6 separate regions of the Mus musculus genome follow, and all the other regions are linked to region 4. Evidence: chromatin contacts called from public ChIA-PET and promoter capture Hi-C data. All regions are on one chromosome and are shown on one strand. The core of a region is the stretch at or near the end of the contact, and the rest is flanking DNA. Distances in the headings are between cores, read along the strand shown.

Region 1 (2,716 bases), core at 174-2,673, 390 kb before region 4:
AGTCTATCCAGGTGTCAAGAGTTAGGCATTTGGTTACATTGTAGCAGAGAGAGATGAATACTCCCCTTTTATACAGTTTAGGACCCCAGCCCATGGAATGGAATGATGTGCCTGCATTTAGGGTTGGTCTTCTCGCCTCATCTAACGGAATTCAGAAACACCTTCACAGTCATCATGGTCATCTTGTAATGTTTGTCCCTTAGGTAGTTCTAGACCCCTTGGAGATGACAGTTTTAATTGTACACACACACCCATCCATTAGGGATTACATAGGCAGATTGCTTGAAGGAAGAAAACATAGTCTAACTGACATCCAGAGAACCTTCTGGTAATGTCTATCTTCCCATCTGCAAGTGTCCAAGATATACAGGCCATTTGCGTGTGTCTCCTCTACAGGTGCCAGACCAGATGGCCCCTTGCTCAGCTGCTGGGGGCTACGATTTGAAACTGGTATCAGAAACTCATTTGTTTCTGCTGCAGCTTGAGTCATGTTCTCTCTTCATTCAATTTTAGACCCTTTGCCTTCTAAATAGACTGCTTGATGGTTGCTAGGCAACTATTGTTGAATACACGCGAGAGGCATTAATTGTGCGAACATTAAAACAAAACCAAACAGGGAGAAATTGTTTAAAACCGAGGACCCTACCACACTTAAAATAGGACATTTACTTCTTAGATCCCCGTCCAGAATAGGGTGGCTGCAGGCTGTCACAGGATAATAGAAGTCACAAAGAAAAAAAAAAAAAAAGGACCATTCTCCACCTCTGTGTCTTTCTCCTCAGCTCCTTTGCTCATACACACCATATACACGTAAGTAGCCTCGTTACAAAACAAAGCCTCATACAGAGAGGCAGGGGGACTCCTCTTATTGAGTCCACTCTGTTTTTCCTGCATCGTGGCGCCTCTCTTCCCACACTTCGTCCACACATGTGTGTTTCATCGTGGTACATCCTCCGGGCAGGACAACTTGTGGCTCATCAATTGTTACACTGAGCTTCAGAACCCACTGGACTTATCACAGAGCGATCATCTCTCCCTCCGACCCGAATGGAAACAAAAAGAACTTTTCTATTTTCCACATCAAAGACTCAGCTTTTCCGCTGATGCCAAATGTTCTCTGCTTCTTACCAGTAAATGTACATTTTATTTTACAGCAAGCCCCTCCCCCCCATACACTTACTGTTTTCTTTTTCTTTTTTCTTTTTTCTCTTTCTCCTTTCTTTCTTTCTTTTCTTTTCTTTTTTTTTTTTTTTTACATTCTGATGTCATGACTGGCCACAAAACCTTCTATAAATCAAAGCCAAGTATTTAAAACTGAGCAAAGCCAGGGGTCTGTGACAAGCAGATCTCAGTCATCTGCTAATATTAAGTGGTGAAGCCATGGAGGATGGGTTGGCTTGACTCATCAATCTCGTATCCTTTTTACTATCGGGCTCACGTGGGTGATCATTTCCTCATGTACAAGAGATTCGGGGCTCTGATCGGTGTCAGCCACATAATCACTAGCCAATCTTCTGGTTGCTTTTCTGACTCCTAGGTCTCAGGCCTTACACGCCATTTACACTGTTCACGACTACTCTCTTGTCTTGGTTTTGTCTTTCCCTGAGAAATTACTTTGGAGAAAAACACTGAGGATAATTAAGCCTGACACACAACAGGAGGTTATAAGTTATTGGGGAAGAGCATGCATAAAGAAGTATAATCTCCAATTTCACTATTGCTTGTGACAGCCACAGAGAGTGAGAGAGGCCATGGGTTCCCTGGAATAGAGAACAGTCTGTGTGTAAGGATTGGGGAGGGCTGAGGGGAAGAAGGAATTAAACTGAAGGTGAGAGCATCCGAGCTCTGGAATATTCTGGAAAGATAGACCCTCGCCCTCTCTGTCCATGCCAAACATGGGAGGCGTTGTAATCCTCTGTAGGTGTCGGATGTTAGGCACTTCGCCATCTAAGTCCTCTTGTAGTATACTCGGTAGCTGGGTATTGCCAATTGCTATGGTTAATAATGCTAAAGAGGAGGAACCCGAGACACAGACACTAGGAGCAAGAGGCAACGGTCAGTGAACCCACCTCAGACCCACAAGCAGTCGTCAGTTACTGCCTTGGCTCTGCCATCTTCCTCTTTATTCTTTTCTGGCTTTGAGACAAGGTTTTGCTAGGTCCCTAGCCAGCCTGGAACGTGCCTCAAACTTGAAGTGATCCTCCTGCCTCTACCTCACAAAAGCTGGGATTAAAGGTATGTATGCGTCTTCTTCAGCTCTCGCTCTGTGCTTCTTCACTCTACACAGCAGCCTGGCTTGATATGCAAGCAAGCGGGGCCTTATTTAAAGCAGACCGCAAGGGCAACTGGCGTATACTTCCTATACAGTTCCTCTGTGAATTTAAGATAGATTAAGCTCAGTTTATTCACTGCTAGCTTGGATCAGTGAGCTACACGCAAAGGATATCAAGCATCCCAATATATCTCTAGTGAGATTGTGAGAGTTGTATAAAGGGACCAGTAAGGGTTCTTGGAGTGTCACAGAGACACTGACCTCATGGAGTCATAGGGGAAGAGATCTAGGAAGAGCGATGCTCCAATTAAAGTCTGCAGGAAGAAAGAAGTCACCACCAGTCTGGTGGGTCAGATGAGTGAGTTTCTTTTTTAGGAAGCATGCATGTACAGGTTCTAGCCTGATGGAGGACAACATACATTAAGATCTAAACAGAGGTCCCAA
Region 2 (2,700 bases), core at 75-2,574, 370 kb after region 4:
GATTTAAAATGCGGCAAAGGGGTCTGGAGAGATGGTTCAGTGGCTAAGAGATGTTGAGGAGCCAAGTTTCATTCCTGGAACCCATATCAGAAAGATCACGACTCCAGGTCCAGGGAATCCGTCACCCTGTTTTGGACTTTACACATACATGCACACATGTGATATCTATGAACACACACACATGCACGCGCGCGCGCGCACACACACACACACACACACACACACACACACACACACATCCTTGCAGTATAAGGAATAATGTGTACAGGTTATACACAAACCCTTACCACTGCCTATACAAGACTGTAGCATCCTCTAATACAGCTATGCATGTGCCCTGAAATCAGTCTGCATGGGTACCGAGAGATGACTGTATACATCCCATTCGCACAGATTCAGCATCTCTGTTCACCCAAATGCTTGAAAGCAAGAAAAGGGAGCTGTAAAACTGCATCAATGCGCCCCCTAGTGGTTGCATTCGGTTAATTACCTGTCTCGTGTAGCTCTACAAAAAAAAAAAAAAAAAAAATATATATATATATATATATATATATATATATATATATATATATATATATATATTTAATCTAGGAGTGTCCTGGGTCCACTGTTCACCAACACATCTGAGGCAAAGGGAATTTGATGGGGTTGACAAGTTGGCAGATGTTTAGGGTTCTCCTGCTACCCATGGTGAGAATGCATTACTTACTTGCATTATCTGACCCCATGTCCAACTCCAGTACTGCTTAGAGGCAGGGATGACCGAAGCTGCAAAGACGTGTTAATATGTTGAACCAAAAACTAGCGTTTTTCTTCATTTTTTTTCTGGCACGTTTGCATATTGTTACCTGGAGTAATTTGCAGCTCCTGAGAGAGGATGCTTTTACTGGCCACATCTGACAAATTGTATTTATTCATTTGATTTTATTCTGCAATTAATAAAACTGACATTTGAAGTTGACTGTACTTGGTAATGTCTGCCTTTACAAGCATTCAGGCATCGTTCATGATTCTGCTTCCAGGAACCCATCTATATATATGTAGCAAATTTTGTAGCTCCGAGTAGCCTGCTGTTCTCTGTCAATCACCGTATGTATCTTTTAATTAAGTAGAAAAGAGCTCTTAAAAGCACACATAAGCCCAGGAAACTCTATTTCTGGCTGACAGCAACATCTCCTCATTTGCTAGCGAGAGCACAGATTGACAGAATAGACTAGATCAAGAAAATTGATCGTTATTCATACGCTGGATGGAGTCAATATATGTAAATCCATCCCCCAGTGCAGGCAGGCAGGGCGAAGCTCGTCATGCAGAAACCTTCCACTTCCAGGCTGACTACTCATCCACATACCAGCCCGCTCTCTTAATGCAGCGAGATTCTAGTTCTTTTCCTCCTCAGAAAAGCTCTTTTGTATTCATAACAACTGCAGTTTGAATGTGGTTTGGAGAAGAGAAACTATTTACACGCTGCCATCTCTCGAGTCAATACAATTTGCAGTAAATACAGTTTAGGTTAGAGCCATGATATGGATGCTCTGGGAATTTCTTTGTGATTTTTTTTTTTTACCACGGATTTTTTTTTTTGAACTGTTTTAAATGTTCTCTGCTTTCAAGTCTGTGTCTTTAAAGTGAATGGTTTCACAGAGCTGTTGTGAGGATCAAGTAAAATAATAGATTTGAAAGAGGCTTTGAAAAAATTAAAAGCATTATGCAAATGGATTTTTTTTTTGTCTCAAGGTCCTTTTACTTAAGGGCAAAGCTTCCTAGATATTTGAAAGCCTATTTCAATCTTGATTTAAAATAGTTAAAGATTCACAGTGCCTGAGACAGACAACTTAGCTGTATGAAATACAAATTATGTATTTAGATATCCCTTAATGTCTTCTCAGAGAGGAACAGCTGTGAGCTTCACAGTATCAAACAAGAGTCATGTTTCTACTCTCAGGAGAAAGATTCAACACATGTGAATCTGTGTCTTTCAAGGGCTCTCTGAACATTGCCACCTTTGCTTTTCAGATGAGGGAACATGTGTGAGACTGAAGCCAGTAATATCTGGGGGGTCGAAAATTGTAGGAAGAGTAGATCAGGATGGATATCTTTATGTATATGTATATCTGTGTCTGTATATATACATGTGTATATATATGTATGTGTGTGTAGGGTAATGTATATACATATAGAGTGATATATATACATGTATACACATATATTTATACACATACATGTATATGTACATGTAATGTGTATGTATATATGTAAGTGTATGGAAAATATGAAGTTGCTTTCCAGATATTATGTATGTATGTATGTATGTGTGTGTGTGTGTGTGTGTGTGTGTGTGTGTGTATACCACTATCCAGGTGAGCTGACATTCATGATGCCAGGGAAACCCTTTTGCAAATTCTGGATGCAGGAAGAAAACCAATTGTAGATACTCAACAGCTCCTCAGAAGTGCCCAGCATAAGTTGCTAGTTCATTTACACCCAAGCAAGTCATATTACACACACGCACATGCACACACACACACAGTGTATTGCTCATCCTAGAGGGAGCAAATGTGTCACTCACCTACAGAAAGTGGCCAGAGATGGCTGCAGGGACAAAGTCATCTATCAGAGTAAAGAAGTCTTTTGAGGGCCTGTCTCTTAGTTCTAGATCCTTTTTAAAAACAAACAAACAAACAAAAACAAACAAACAAA
Region 3 (2,817 bases), core at 201-2,700, 300 kb after region 4:
ACAATCGATAAAAATAGCATTTGAAATCTCGTTTTCACATTAGAAAGCTTGGGTGCCTTCCAACCCAGAGAAAAGTACACCTTTTAACTTAAAATGGGGATTTTGTGGTTCTGAGATATGGATGAATAGATGTTTCTCAGTCACTGCCAGTGGGATTTGTTTGTTTGTTTTGTTTTGGGAACAATAATAACAGTAGTTTTTCTGGTTCCTCTACTTTAGTAATCTTATTTTCCACAGAAATTAAAAAGAAATCAGATTACGGCTTGCAGGTAGCACAGTGACTCACTATGGAGGGAGAAAAAAATACACTATTGAATTCCCACATTAGTCTCTCAACATGATCTAATTCTCCACAGACGCCAAGACCTAGTTAAATAAGCTTTACTTTCTTTCTTTCTTTTTTTTATTTTATAAGAATTGATGGAGCAATGCCTCAAGATGATCATTGAACTTTAAGTTATTTTAATTGCATGGCTGTCGATATTTTTGTAGGGATTCATTAGACATTGCTCTTGACACAATATAAAGATTGATTTTTTTTTTCTCCCTCTCAACCCATGATCACTCGGTGTAGAGGGTGGAATTCTTAGAACCTTTGTCTGCTGCTTCATTGGAGGATAGCTCGCCTCGTGGTGAACGCTAACGCTGAATGGTTTAGTCCTGGGTTCGTTTTTTTCCTAGTTCATTTTGTTGCAACCTGTTACACGTTGTGCCCTGCCCACCCCATCCCCCGCCTCGTCAATACATTCTAAATTCTAATTCTATATTCTAATGATCTCTCGCTGGCCTGTAGTGTCCTGGAAAAGCATTACTGAAAATAACATGAAAATGCAGGAGAAGCTTCATCTCATGTAAAATAAATTCACCCTAGAAGACAACAAAAAGATGATGTGCAATATTCACTTGAAAAAAATAATTCCATTTCCCTGGTACTTTTGCCCGAGGGCGGGGGGGGGGAGGGGCAATGGGCTATGTGGTCTTTTATAATCTCACTGCCCTATATGTTATTTGCAAATCTCTTGTAAAAAAGAGGGGGAGAGGGGGGCCCTGAGAAACAGTAATTGAGATGATGCTAAAAACCGAAATTTGGGGTTGCCTCCTGCCTTTGTTTCATTTGAGACATAGCTGAGGTTTTCTGAAGAAAAAAAAAAGGAACTATTGGGAAATAGGAGAAATGAATTATTGCCAGAAACACAAATACAATGACGGCTGAATGTATACATTAAATTATCCTCCTAGGGGTGTTTTGTGAAAAGCCGGTCTGATAATGCACTTCAATGCATTTACATCTTGGAATTTTAAAAGGCCCGTCTATCACTGGGCTTTCTGAATGGGTTCTCAATTGCACAAATGGTCTCCGTCGCATGAAAAGCAATCCTGTGTTGTGTAAGGCAGCACACTTCTTGAGCTGCCCACATGGGACTATCAGGGCCTACTGGCTATCAACAGTTGCCTTTGTAATGAAAAATATTGTTTTGTATCAAAGAACTGTTTGAGCCTAAAGGAAAAGCTTTGCAGTCCGCCAATCATCTGCCATATCCCGAGGATTATATTGTTGGGAGATTTATACAATTTACATGCAGAAGATGACAATGACTCTGGTGGGTTACGGAACCCCACGGGTGTTTTCTCTCCGCTCGGGTTGCATTTCCTGCCACCGCTGACATCAGAATCTTTCTGCAGTGGGAGGAACTGGTGCCCTCCTATTTTTAGAAAACTGAAGTCTGTCCAGCAATTGTTACTATCAGTGTTGACTTGAAATAAGCCTTCCTTCCTTCCTGACTTAAGGAGGAAAAAAAAAAACTTTCTCAGTTCAGCGGGACATTAAGAAAAACAGTTATTACAAATGTCTGCCCAGATTATAGGTTTGGAGAAACAGCAAATGGAATAATGTCCTACATCCTCAGAGTAAGTCACTACTAAGTTGCCAGGAATAGAAACACAACTGGGATATCTGTAAGGCAGTACTGTAGATATTGGTTATTTTAACCTATGGTGTTAGGATCAGCTTCTGCATCCATTTTTAAATCATGAAATTAAGCTGGACTGTAAATCAAAAATGTATTCCTTGTTTCAAAAACAACAAACAAACAAACAAAACCCCCAGAGTCTATAATTTTTTTATAATGTACTTATGCCATAGCAGAAACTAGTCAGGAGGCACAAACATACCAGTTTCATTTGACAATATATTCTAGCTAGAATGTGAGAGTAAGTTATTGTGAAGCCTGGTATGAGCAGAGGTATTATTTGATAAATAGATAATAGGATATTTAATGAAGGGTTGAGTGTTACCAGGCACTGCTGGGATCTCTGAGGCACATTTCAAAAGGAACCCTTATCTTTGCGTTGCTTGAGATTAATTCTGATTATTAACAGAAAGAGACATTTCATGTTAATCCAAAACATACAGACTTGATATTTTAAGAACTGAAGAGAAAAAGGACATAAATGGAAAGGGCTTAGGATGGGGCAGAGAATATTACTATTCTCATTTATAAAATAAAACACATGGACACTGTGAGTGCTCGCTGTTAGGAATACGTTTGTGTTGTAGGCATGGACTTAGCTATATGTAATGTATATTTATGATCACAAATATATGTGAGTATATTTTAAGCATACAGGGAAGCTATACAACACATAGCATAAAGTGTAAATAAACACTTTATTATAATTTATTATTAATTGTATTCTCATGTTTTCAAAAGCGCACAGTGTGACCACAAAACGACGCCTAAACTCTTCACTTTCTAGGACTCTGCCATTGATTTCCAGCAAATGCAAAGTCATAAGTATTGGTTAAGGCAACACATT
Region 4 (2,700 bases), core at 114-2,613:
GTTTTCTATGCTGGTTTAAAAATTATGTTAACTTACATTAGCGATCACAAGGGAGGAATGAGCTTAGGATCCAGTTTATCATGTTAAAATGTGCATTTAATGTATGCTAATTTTATTTAGAAAGGCTCATGGGAGACCCTGCAGGCTTAGCGGTCTGCCTGCAGTACTGGGGGACTTGGAGGGGGTGGAGTGGGACTGGCTTGCTTGCTCCCTTGTTGAAGAGGAAGGCATGAAATTACTGGCTTTGTGCTTCCTGACTGCTGAGTCTGCAGCGAAATACTTATCTTCTTCACAAAGACTGTTGTTGTTTGGACTAATATGGAAGCTGAACAAAGCTGTGTTAATTAACACTTCATTATTCACTCCTCAGAGTCTTTAAAAAAAAAAAGGAAGGGAAAAAATAACCTCATGGAAACTGTACTTGATAGACTCAGTGAGGAGATTTAAACAGTAAAAAAAAAAAAAAGATGGCTTAGCTGATGCACTTGCGGTTAAATTCTTAGCAAGGAGTGCAGCACCTTCTGCCAAAACTGAACACCTGACCTTCATCACTAGGACGCATATGGACAACCATCAAGTGGTCCTCTGACTTCCACACTGAGCACTGGGACTGGGACTTTCATCCACCCACCCACAAATAAGTGAAAATGCAATAGTAATAACCCTTTAAGCATTAAGTCTAGGGTCACGATGAGTTAATGCTCCACACACATTGATAGCTGGTGCTAGGAGGGGGTGGTAGATGACCTTGTGTTACCCAAGAGGTCCCTGGAGTACCAGGGACAAATTCACTATGAGCCATGAGGCCAGGGGCAGAGAACAGACTCTCAGCTCAGGGTGTTTGGTCTTGTCTCCTGGGACAGGGACAGGTGACAACAGAAACTAACCATGACTCACTCAGAAAGCAGCAATCTTTAACACCCTTTGAACAGTTGTTGATCTTCCCAGTCAATCAATGGCACTTGCAAAAAGGGACGGGTCCCCTTTAAGATCAGAGATTACTTTTTGTTTTTCCAGTTAAAGATTTGCATATCTGTGAGGCTGCGTGAGCCTGGAACTTTCCAGAGTAAGCTCACAGGGTCTGTGTGAGCTTCAGGGGTCCTGGAGACCTCTGCCCCAAGGATCAGCTTGCAAGCCTTTACCGCTTGAGTCCCAGGCAGCTCTGACCTTGACCTTGAGTGACCTTGGTGTTAGCCAAGGACCCGGTACTGGACTTCCCGGAAAGGGACACATACCTCAGAGTCAGAAGTGCTGCCTACTGGCGACACCCCAGGGGTGGTCAACGCCCAGGAGGTCAATCCTGTGGACGACCCTGACACGTTTTCTTTAGAGGAAGCAGCCTTCATCGCCAAGGCAACCGTGGTGGGAGGCAGTGACGCCTAACCGAAGCTCAGGCCCCGCCCACTCACGGGAGCCCGTGAGGCCACCTGCTGCTCGAATTACAGTGGAAACTGAGAAATTTACTTCAGAAGCAATTCTGGAGTTGACACAGAAAGCTAACTCTAAAAGGGAGACGATAAGCGATTTGGGGGCTCTGGCTCTTAATGGTTGATCTTAAGCAATTTTTATAACGTTTAAAAGTCTGATCCGTGGCATTGTGGTCTTCAGTAGGAAAAACTGACTCTAATTTTAGAGGTGTATATTTAGCTAGTGATGGAAGGGGCAATCTGCAACTTACTTCAAAATACCGAGAGAGGCAAATGGACTTGTGAATTAAAATTGCGGAAGAGGTGGGGTTAGAACACTGTCTCCTCTAGCAACTGTTTGAAATTTCCATAATACAAAGACTCTAAACAAGGAGGTATTAGATTGGGAGTATGAAGAGCCTCCCTCCACCCACTCCACCTTGGTAGCCCAGGCTGAAGAGGATCTTGAATTGCTGACCTCCTACCTCCAGCTCCCAAGAGCTTACAATCAAGGGCACCATACCCAATTTATGCAAGCACACACTGAACCCAGTGTCACCCGAGTCCTGGGTAAACACCTTAACCACTGAGCTACAAGCCCGATCCTACATATTTGGATATTTTTTGGTTATTCAATGCTTCCTTTGGCTGCGGGATGCACCATACATTTACCTGCTTGGAGGCTGCTACCCACGCAAGACGCTTACTGTCAAATCCATACACTACGGGGTCGGTTCCTCCACGCATACAACAAAATCCCAACCCCTAACGGCTTCAAAGCTTTCCAAAGAGATCAAACCGATTATTGTATTAGAAATGTTCAGGGGATCTTGTCACCTCCTAGTGTTCACAGTGCTGGTGTCTGTGTTAAACTTTCCTGGCTGGATACATGCTGTGCAAAGCCACCAGCTTACCAAATCAGAATGCTTCTCTCCAGTTGCCTTTCAGAGAAAATTTAACATGTTCTTGTACGTAGCTTTATAACCATGTCTGTCCCTCAAGTGTTTTCGTAGTTTAAACAACCCAAATCCTGGTATAGCCCACCTCTATTCAAGAGTCATCTGTAGCTTAATTCACAGACATTCCATCTCTTCAAGCAGGTTGTAATGTCGCTTTTCCTTGGAATTTTTACTCTTCGAGGGACTGACTGAGTTCTCAGTACAAAGTATTAACTCAACAACATGGCTATGACTTTTAACCCCACTTTAAAAGGATTTTAGAATGTGTTCAATTAGTGAAAATACAGTCAATTCATAGTTATTGCCAGACTTACTATGAGCCACCAACTTCCAAA
Region 5 (2,700 bases), core at 38-2,537, 330 kb after region 4:
CATTCAATAGCTGACTGTGAGCATCCACTTCTGTGTTTGCTAGGCCCTGGCATAGTCTCACAAGAGACAGCTATATCTGGGTCCTTTCAGCAAAATTTTGCTAGTGTATGCAATGGTGTCAGCGTTTGGAAGCTGATCATGGGATGGATCTCTGGATATGGCAATCACTAGATGGTAAAGGTCTTTCTAGCCATTCCTGATGTTTGAATCAAGTACTGGAGTTTGCTTTGGAGGCGTTGAATGTTGAGTGAGAAGGCCGTCCTTCAAACCTGATCTTCTAGAGAGGGTGGGTTGGATGAGACACGGTTGACAAACTCTCCATCAACTCAAGAGGCAGAAGGAGAGCAGAGGGGCTTCAAGAGAAAATGCACAGGACTTGGATGTCCACCCACAACCTGAGGCGGCCATCAGTCCTAGCCACAAGTTTGTCAGCTCAGTCGTCAGGGACTCTTGACGGACACAGGGAATCACTTGAGTCACATGTGTTTGGTGGCTCCCTGGTGAATATTATTGATGAACCAATGAATCTATGGATGGATGGAATAAGTGTTACTGGTCATTAAAAAAAAATGTGGTTCCCCTGTCTGGGCTTCTGGGGCTTGAAGAGTCAAGTCGCTAGTATTGAAGTGGGAGCTTTGTCTGTTGCATGGTATGATGGGGAATGGAGAAGACAGAGCAAGAACTTTGCTTCAGATGAGTTAATTACCTGGTATTGGCTCTTTAATATTTGACCTGAGAGGTGACAAAGACGAAATGTGAGACTTGCTATTGATAGTGTCCACATTATTGTAATGCCACCTAATCTTCATATATATGTGCATACACACACATACACACACACATCTATATGTGTGTGTATACATAAAAATATGTGTGTGTGTATATATATATATATACATATATATATATATATATATATGTATATATACTTACATATATAAAGCTTTGATTTTTATTTACATTTGTCTGTGTGTGTGCACATTTGAGTACCCCCATGTGCACCATGAAGAAGTTAGGGTATCAGAGCCCCAAGAAGAGTTGGGGTAAAAGGCAGTTGTAAGCCACCCTATATTGGTCCTGGGAAGCCCACCCCAGTCCTCTGCAAGAGCAGTATACAGTCTTAACTGCTGAGCCGTTTCTCTGGTCCTGTATTTGAATATTTTTGCCCCTACTCGCTGGTTGCAACATTCTCAGTGCGTTCAATATTATCAGCCAGCTTATGAAAGCTTCAGCTCATTAGGAAACTGAAAGAATACAGTGTTGCCAAGTTTCTAATCAATCAGTCCACGAACATCCATCATGAGCTGTGTGCTGAATGCTGAGTAAGGCAGTTAGCCTAAGATAGAATAACATGGCTCTGCACTGGGCAGTGTTATAGTTAATTGAGGAAATTATACAAACTTAAGAGAAGCTTATTAAATATCACATATGTACTTAAGTGCTGTGAATTGAATTGGTATATACTGAAGGGAGCCAGAGTGACCAAGGTCATCTTACCAGCCAGTCAGAGAGCGTCTAAAGGAAACTGCATTTGCTCTGACATCCTAAATGTGTTGCGTGCACACCTACTGTGTGCAAGTCCTTGTGCTTAGCATTGGAAATCCTGTCTTATTTGATATAACAACTCTTTAACACCGTGTTGGATAACTTTCCTAATATTTTGGCCCTTTAAAATAGTTCCTCATGTTGTGGTGACCCACAGCCATAAAATTATTTTTGTCACTGCGTCATAGCTATAATTTTGCTGCTGTTATGAATGGTAATATAAATATCTGATATTCAGGATATCCAATACTCGACCCTTGTGAAAGGATTGGTCACCTCAAAAAAGTCACAACCCACAGGTTGAGAACCATCTCTTTTACAAAACATAACTTTGCCCCACTTTAATGGTGCGAAAAGACATGAATTAGAAACATTAACCAGAACACCAGCTGTCAACACAGCCAACAGCAGACATTATTCTTCTCATCACTGTGACAGAGAGGAAAACTGTATTTTGCTCAGAGTTCCTTGGTGGCGAATGTGTGCCCACATATACGAAGGCAGGAGGGGTCCTGTCCATAGCTGGGGGTCTTTATACCTCCAGAGGACAAGATGCAAAGAGATCATACTGGAAGTCAGCAAGATCCCTAAGACGTGTCCCACAAGTGACCTATGACCTCTGGTTATGCCCCCACCTCCTTGATTTTCCATGGCTCCCCTAAATGCTGCTACCACTGGGGGTCAACTGCTCAACGGTGAACCTGTAGAGGACAACGGCACACGAACGGCGCTTGAGTCAACTTTACACCAAAGCGCATGTGCAAGTCCTTATGTAGCCTGCATCTCCATGAAGAAGGAACTACGACTCACCTGTGCATAAATGCCCTGGGGCCGTGCAGCAAGCTGCAAAGGCAGCTCCTACAGGAGGACCTAATTGAGGACTGCCTGAGAGATCAAGGATTGCTGACATAGACAATGTCAGCCAATCAGGAACGGCTGTTTAGAAGCTCTGCTTTCTTGTGACCAATGAAGCGCAGGTGGTGAATATTAAAGGAACTTGCAATGCAATTTTCTCACCTGCTCCTGGAGCCTAGGTTAATTCCATACTGCCACACCTCCAACCCCACCAAGGGTAAGTAGGGTCAGACAGGGAGTGGTCCAGGGCACAGGCAGCGTCTCCAGAGACTGCATGAAAGTGGAGGCGGACTAATGGCC
Region 6 (2,700 bases), core at 62-2,561, 450 kb after region 4:
AGCAGACATGAGTCCATGTTGTGTGGCTGGAGCAGAGCTGAAGAGCCCAGGTGAAGCCATCCCTGGCTCTGCTCACCTTCTAGACTGCTGGGACCAAAATATTTATTGATCCCTATATGTCAGACACTGTGATCATCCTAGGGTAAAACGATGAAAAGATACCCATGGTATGTGGCCTCCTGTTTTGACAGTCTAGAATTTTAATTCAAATATAGATATCCAAGACCCAGTGCTTAAGGTTAGGATGTTGGGGGACTATGGGAGAGACTTTGAAAGCAAATGTATTTGAAGATGGGTCTAATTGAAAGCTGGTTTAGCGCCTTCCACTTTTAAAAAAAAAGCCTTTTACAATACACATATGCCTGTATACACTCATATGCACTCACTGCACACACACACATACACAGACACACACATACACACATATGCACACCTATACACACACAGATACACAGACACACACATACACACATGCACACACATATATGCATATATGCACACAAACATACACACACACAAGCACACAAATATGCACACCTACACACACATGCACATCTACACACACACAGAGACACACATGTCCACATGCTGACATTGACAATGGAACCATAAACAGCTAAAGAACAGAAACATTTCTACTTTGATGAACAGAAATACCTACCTACTTCCAGAAAGTTCTTAGAACTTCATGGTCCCTGACATTGTCACCACTGAATTAACTCCCTCAAATCTGGAGTTTTCTGCAGGCTCGCTGGCCAATATGTCATAATATAACCCATTTACACCTTGTCACACAACTGATTTGTTATGTAGAAACATGGGAAACTCCTCTGGAATTTTCAGAGGGATGAATTAGCATTTTTAATGACAGATCTAAATATTCTGTTTCAGATCTTGGGAGCTGAGGATGTTTCTGGATAGACACTGATAATAAGCTGTATATTATTTAGAAATATGCTAGCCAGACTGGAGAGATGACTCACTGATTAAACACACTGGCTGCTCATATTCAGAGGAACCGGGTTCAAGTCCCGCACTCACATTCCAGCTCATAACCATCTGTGACTGTAGTCAAAGGGATTCTGAAGCCTTCTTCTGGCCTCCAAGCACACCAGGCGTGCATGTGCTATACAAAGTCACAGGCAGATAAAACACCCATAAGCACAAAATGCAAATAGAAATCATTTGTAAAACGGAGTGTGCTAGTTTGGATGGAGTCAGGTCCAGTTCAAGGAATCAAGTGAAGGGCACTCTCTCTGACCACTCTGGAACAGAGTTGCTTGCTCAACCCAAGAGCCCTTTGTCGTTAAGTCCAGACTCAGCTTCCAGATCCCTCTTCACCCAGCAACCCAGGAAGATAATACCACCTTTGACCTGGGGAAGAGCAGGGCGCCATCACCTTGCACAGTTGCCTTCTCCTGCCCTCGAGCAGATGTTCAGGGAGAAAATCTTCCTATTTGCAAACAGCCCCTGAAGACAATGGCTTAGAGATGGAGCCGTTTCCCATCTGCAGGGCTCGGGCAGAGGGGTTTCTTTTTAGAAATTTCTTCTTAGGGTTATGATCATTTTCCTTACCTCTTCTGTGTCCGTTTTGAAGGAAAGCACCTCATTTATCTTTGGGAGACAGTGATGCAGACACTGTAACTGAGTAGATTGCCCCCAGAGGATCAAAATATTTGTGTTAAATGAAATGAGAAACATGCTAAGAGCCAGCACGGATCCTCCGGGAAAGGGTATTTGGTAATTTTGAAAAAAAAAAAATCTACTGAAATTCTTCTCTTGCCAAGAAAAGAGGAATGATTTCTATTAAAATGACTTCATGTCTGAATTACTCTCTGCCCCTCGGGAGCACAGAACATTACGGCTTTCATACTTGGTAATTTAGAAGTACGGAGGACACCTTATTTGGAAAGCGTGCAGACTTAACATGAAATGTTGGGTATTAAGTATTTTCACCGCAAACGTCTGCTTTTGAAAACTCTGCATGTAAACTGTTCAGATTAGAGCCAGATTCAGAACTGGTTGCCCTTCCCAGCCCTTTTGGCTTCCCAGCTTGGTACCACCATTCCCAGAAGCTATGGGAGACATCTTTGAATTGATGTTCAAGAGTTCTACCCTTCACCAGTGTTACCATGGATGTCCTCATGTTAATGAGGCCTTTGGGTGCTTTAGGCACATTTTATTACGACCTGTGTCCATGCTTCCACATATATTAATATAGGGGCTACAGAGGTCTAGTATGTGCATTAGAAAGACAAGGCATTTTAAAAATAGGTTCAAAGTAAAGTAGTAACTCTTATGAGATTTTACAGATCTCAGTGACATGGGGTTGCAAACTAAGGCCAAACATGGATTCAGAATTTTAAAAAAATGCCCGATTCCCCTCCCCTCTGCCCCCCCCCAAATATTTTTCACTGTGATCCCAAGTGATAGATCCTGAATCTTAAAAGCCATCCTTAGAACACATTAAATATCAACAGAAGGAGCTGGAGAGATGGCTCGGCGGTTAAGAGAGCATGCTGCTGAGTTCAGTTTCCAGCACCTGCCAAGCAGCTGATGCCCTTGTGTGGCCTCCGTGAGCATCAGGCACACACATGGTGCACAGACATGTATATGGGCAGAACACCCACACTCCTAAAACAAAATAGCATTGCTCTTCATGTTTCCTCTACAGCAGACACACGTGGGTTTGCAAAAGGA

The links. Promoter capture Hi-C pulls out the DNA fragments that hold promoters and counts their contacts. ChIA-PET counts read pairs in DNA pulled down with a chosen protein or histone mark.
Region 1: a contact with region 4 is called in an RNA polymerase II ChIA-PET map of memory CD8 T cells, with 11 read pairs. The contact joins the enhancer-like site here to the promoter of Cabcoco1 in region 4. A contact is called at or near these places in 4 of 39 promoter capture datasets (the 3T3-L1 cell line, hippocampal neurons, liver and 1 more), 1 of 15 datasets of contacts at CTCF or cohesin (the NIH/3T3 cell line), 6 of 484 Hi-C or Micro-C datasets (CD4 T cells, embryonic fibroblasts, embryonic stem cells and 3 more) and 3 of 115 datasets of contacts at active chromatin or transcription factors (CD8 T cells, memory CD8 T cells and pancreatic cancer cells).
Region 2: a contact with region 4 is called in a promoter capture Hi-C map of hippocampal neurons, with 2.8 times the contacts expected there. The contact joins the enhancer-like site here to the promoter of Cabcoco1 in region 4. A contact is called at or near these places in 14 of 39 promoter capture datasets (the 3T3-L1 cell line, 3T3-L1-derived adipocytes, the C10 cell line and 7 more), 3 of 484 Hi-C or Micro-C datasets (cortical neurons, muscle stem cells and uterus), 1 of 115 datasets of contacts at active chromatin or transcription factors (large pre-B cells) and 2 of 9 other capture datasets (adipose tissue and macrophages).
Region 3: a promoter capture Hi-C map of pre-B cells shows a contact between it and region 4, with 2.3 times the contacts expected there. The contact joins the enhancer-like site here to the promoter of Cabcoco1 in region 4. A contact is called at or near these places in 7 of 39 promoter capture datasets (the 3T3-L1 cell line, 3T3-L1-derived adipocytes, the C10 cell line and 3 more) and 1 of 9 other capture datasets (liver).
Region 5: a contact with region 4 is called in a promoter capture Hi-C map of liver, with 2.1 times the contacts expected there. The contact joins the enhancer-like site here to the promoter of Cabcoco1 in region 4. A contact is called at or near these places in 5 of 39 promoter capture datasets (3T3-L1-derived adipocytes, cranial neural crest, liver and 2 more), 1 of 115 datasets of contacts at active chromatin or transcription factors (embryonic stem cells) and 1 of 9 other capture datasets (macrophages).
Region 6: a promoter capture Hi-C map of the C10 cell line shows a contact between it and region 4. The contact joins the enhancer-like site here to the promoter of Cabcoco1 in region 4. A contact is called at or near these places in 9 of 39 promoter capture datasets (the 3T3-L1 cell line, 3T3-L1-derived adipocytes, the C10 cell line and 5 more) and 2 of 115 datasets of contacts at active chromatin or transcription factors (embryonic stem cells and large pre-B cells).

The regions. Positions count from the first base shown.
Region 1 is chr10:68,153,143-68,155,858 of GRCm38.p6, forward strand. The region is part of intron 4 of Arid5b (AT rich interactive domain 5B (MRF1-like)); the gene reads right to left. Gm51770 (a long non-coding RNA gene) reads left to right here. Exons shown (of 3, transcript XR_003948901.1): 1 at 1-2,716. Among named protein-coding and RNA genes, the nearest start is that of Gm51770, 3.4 kb to the left of the region's middle. Within about 2 kb of position 1,424, at least 30 of the 459 cell types and tissues checked have an H3K27ac peak or open chromatin away from gene starts, as enhancers often do. A contact at or near this core is called in CD8 T cells and memory CD8 T cells, where this site is marked.
Region 2 is chr10:68,908,032-68,910,731 of GRCm38.p6, forward strand. No RefSeq gene overlaps it. Among named protein-coding and RNA genes, the nearest start is that of Gm32931, 87 kb to the left of the region's middle. Within about 2 kb of position 1,325, at least 11 of the 459 cell types and tissues checked have an H3K27ac peak or open chromatin away from gene starts, as enhancers often do. A contact at or near this core is called in cortical neurons and hippocampal neurons, where this site is marked.
Region 3 is chr10:68,840,826-68,843,642 of GRCm38.p6, forward strand. No RefSeq gene overlaps it. Among named protein-coding and RNA genes, the nearest start is that of Gm32931, 19 kb to the left of the region's middle. Within about 2 kb of position 1,451, at least 22 of the 459 cell types and tissues checked have an H3K27ac peak or open chromatin away from gene starts, as enhancers often do. A contact at or near this core is called in pre-B cells, where this site is marked.
Region 4 is chr10:68,540,512-68,543,211 of GRCm38.p6, forward strand. It overlaps Cabcoco1 (ciliary associated calcium binding coiled-coil 1), which reads right to left and starts at 1,364. Exons shown (of 8, transcript NM_028491.1): 1 at 1,236-1,364. The coding sequence starts at 1,346.
Region 5 is chr10:68,871,059-68,873,758 of GRCm38.p6, forward strand. No RefSeq gene overlaps it. Among named protein-coding and RNA genes, the nearest start is that of Gm32931, 50 kb to the left of the region's middle. Within about 2 kb of position 1,288, at least 4 of the 459 cell types and tissues checked have an H3K27ac peak or open chromatin away from gene starts, as enhancers often do. A contact at or near this core is called in liver, where this site is marked.
Region 6 is chr10:68,986,165-68,988,864 of GRCm38.p6, forward strand. No RefSeq gene overlaps it. Among named protein-coding and RNA genes, the nearest start is that of Gm33035, 46 kb to the right of the region's middle. Within about 2 kb of position 1,312, at least 10 of the 459 cell types and tissues checked have an H3K27ac peak or open chromatin away from gene starts, as enhancers often do.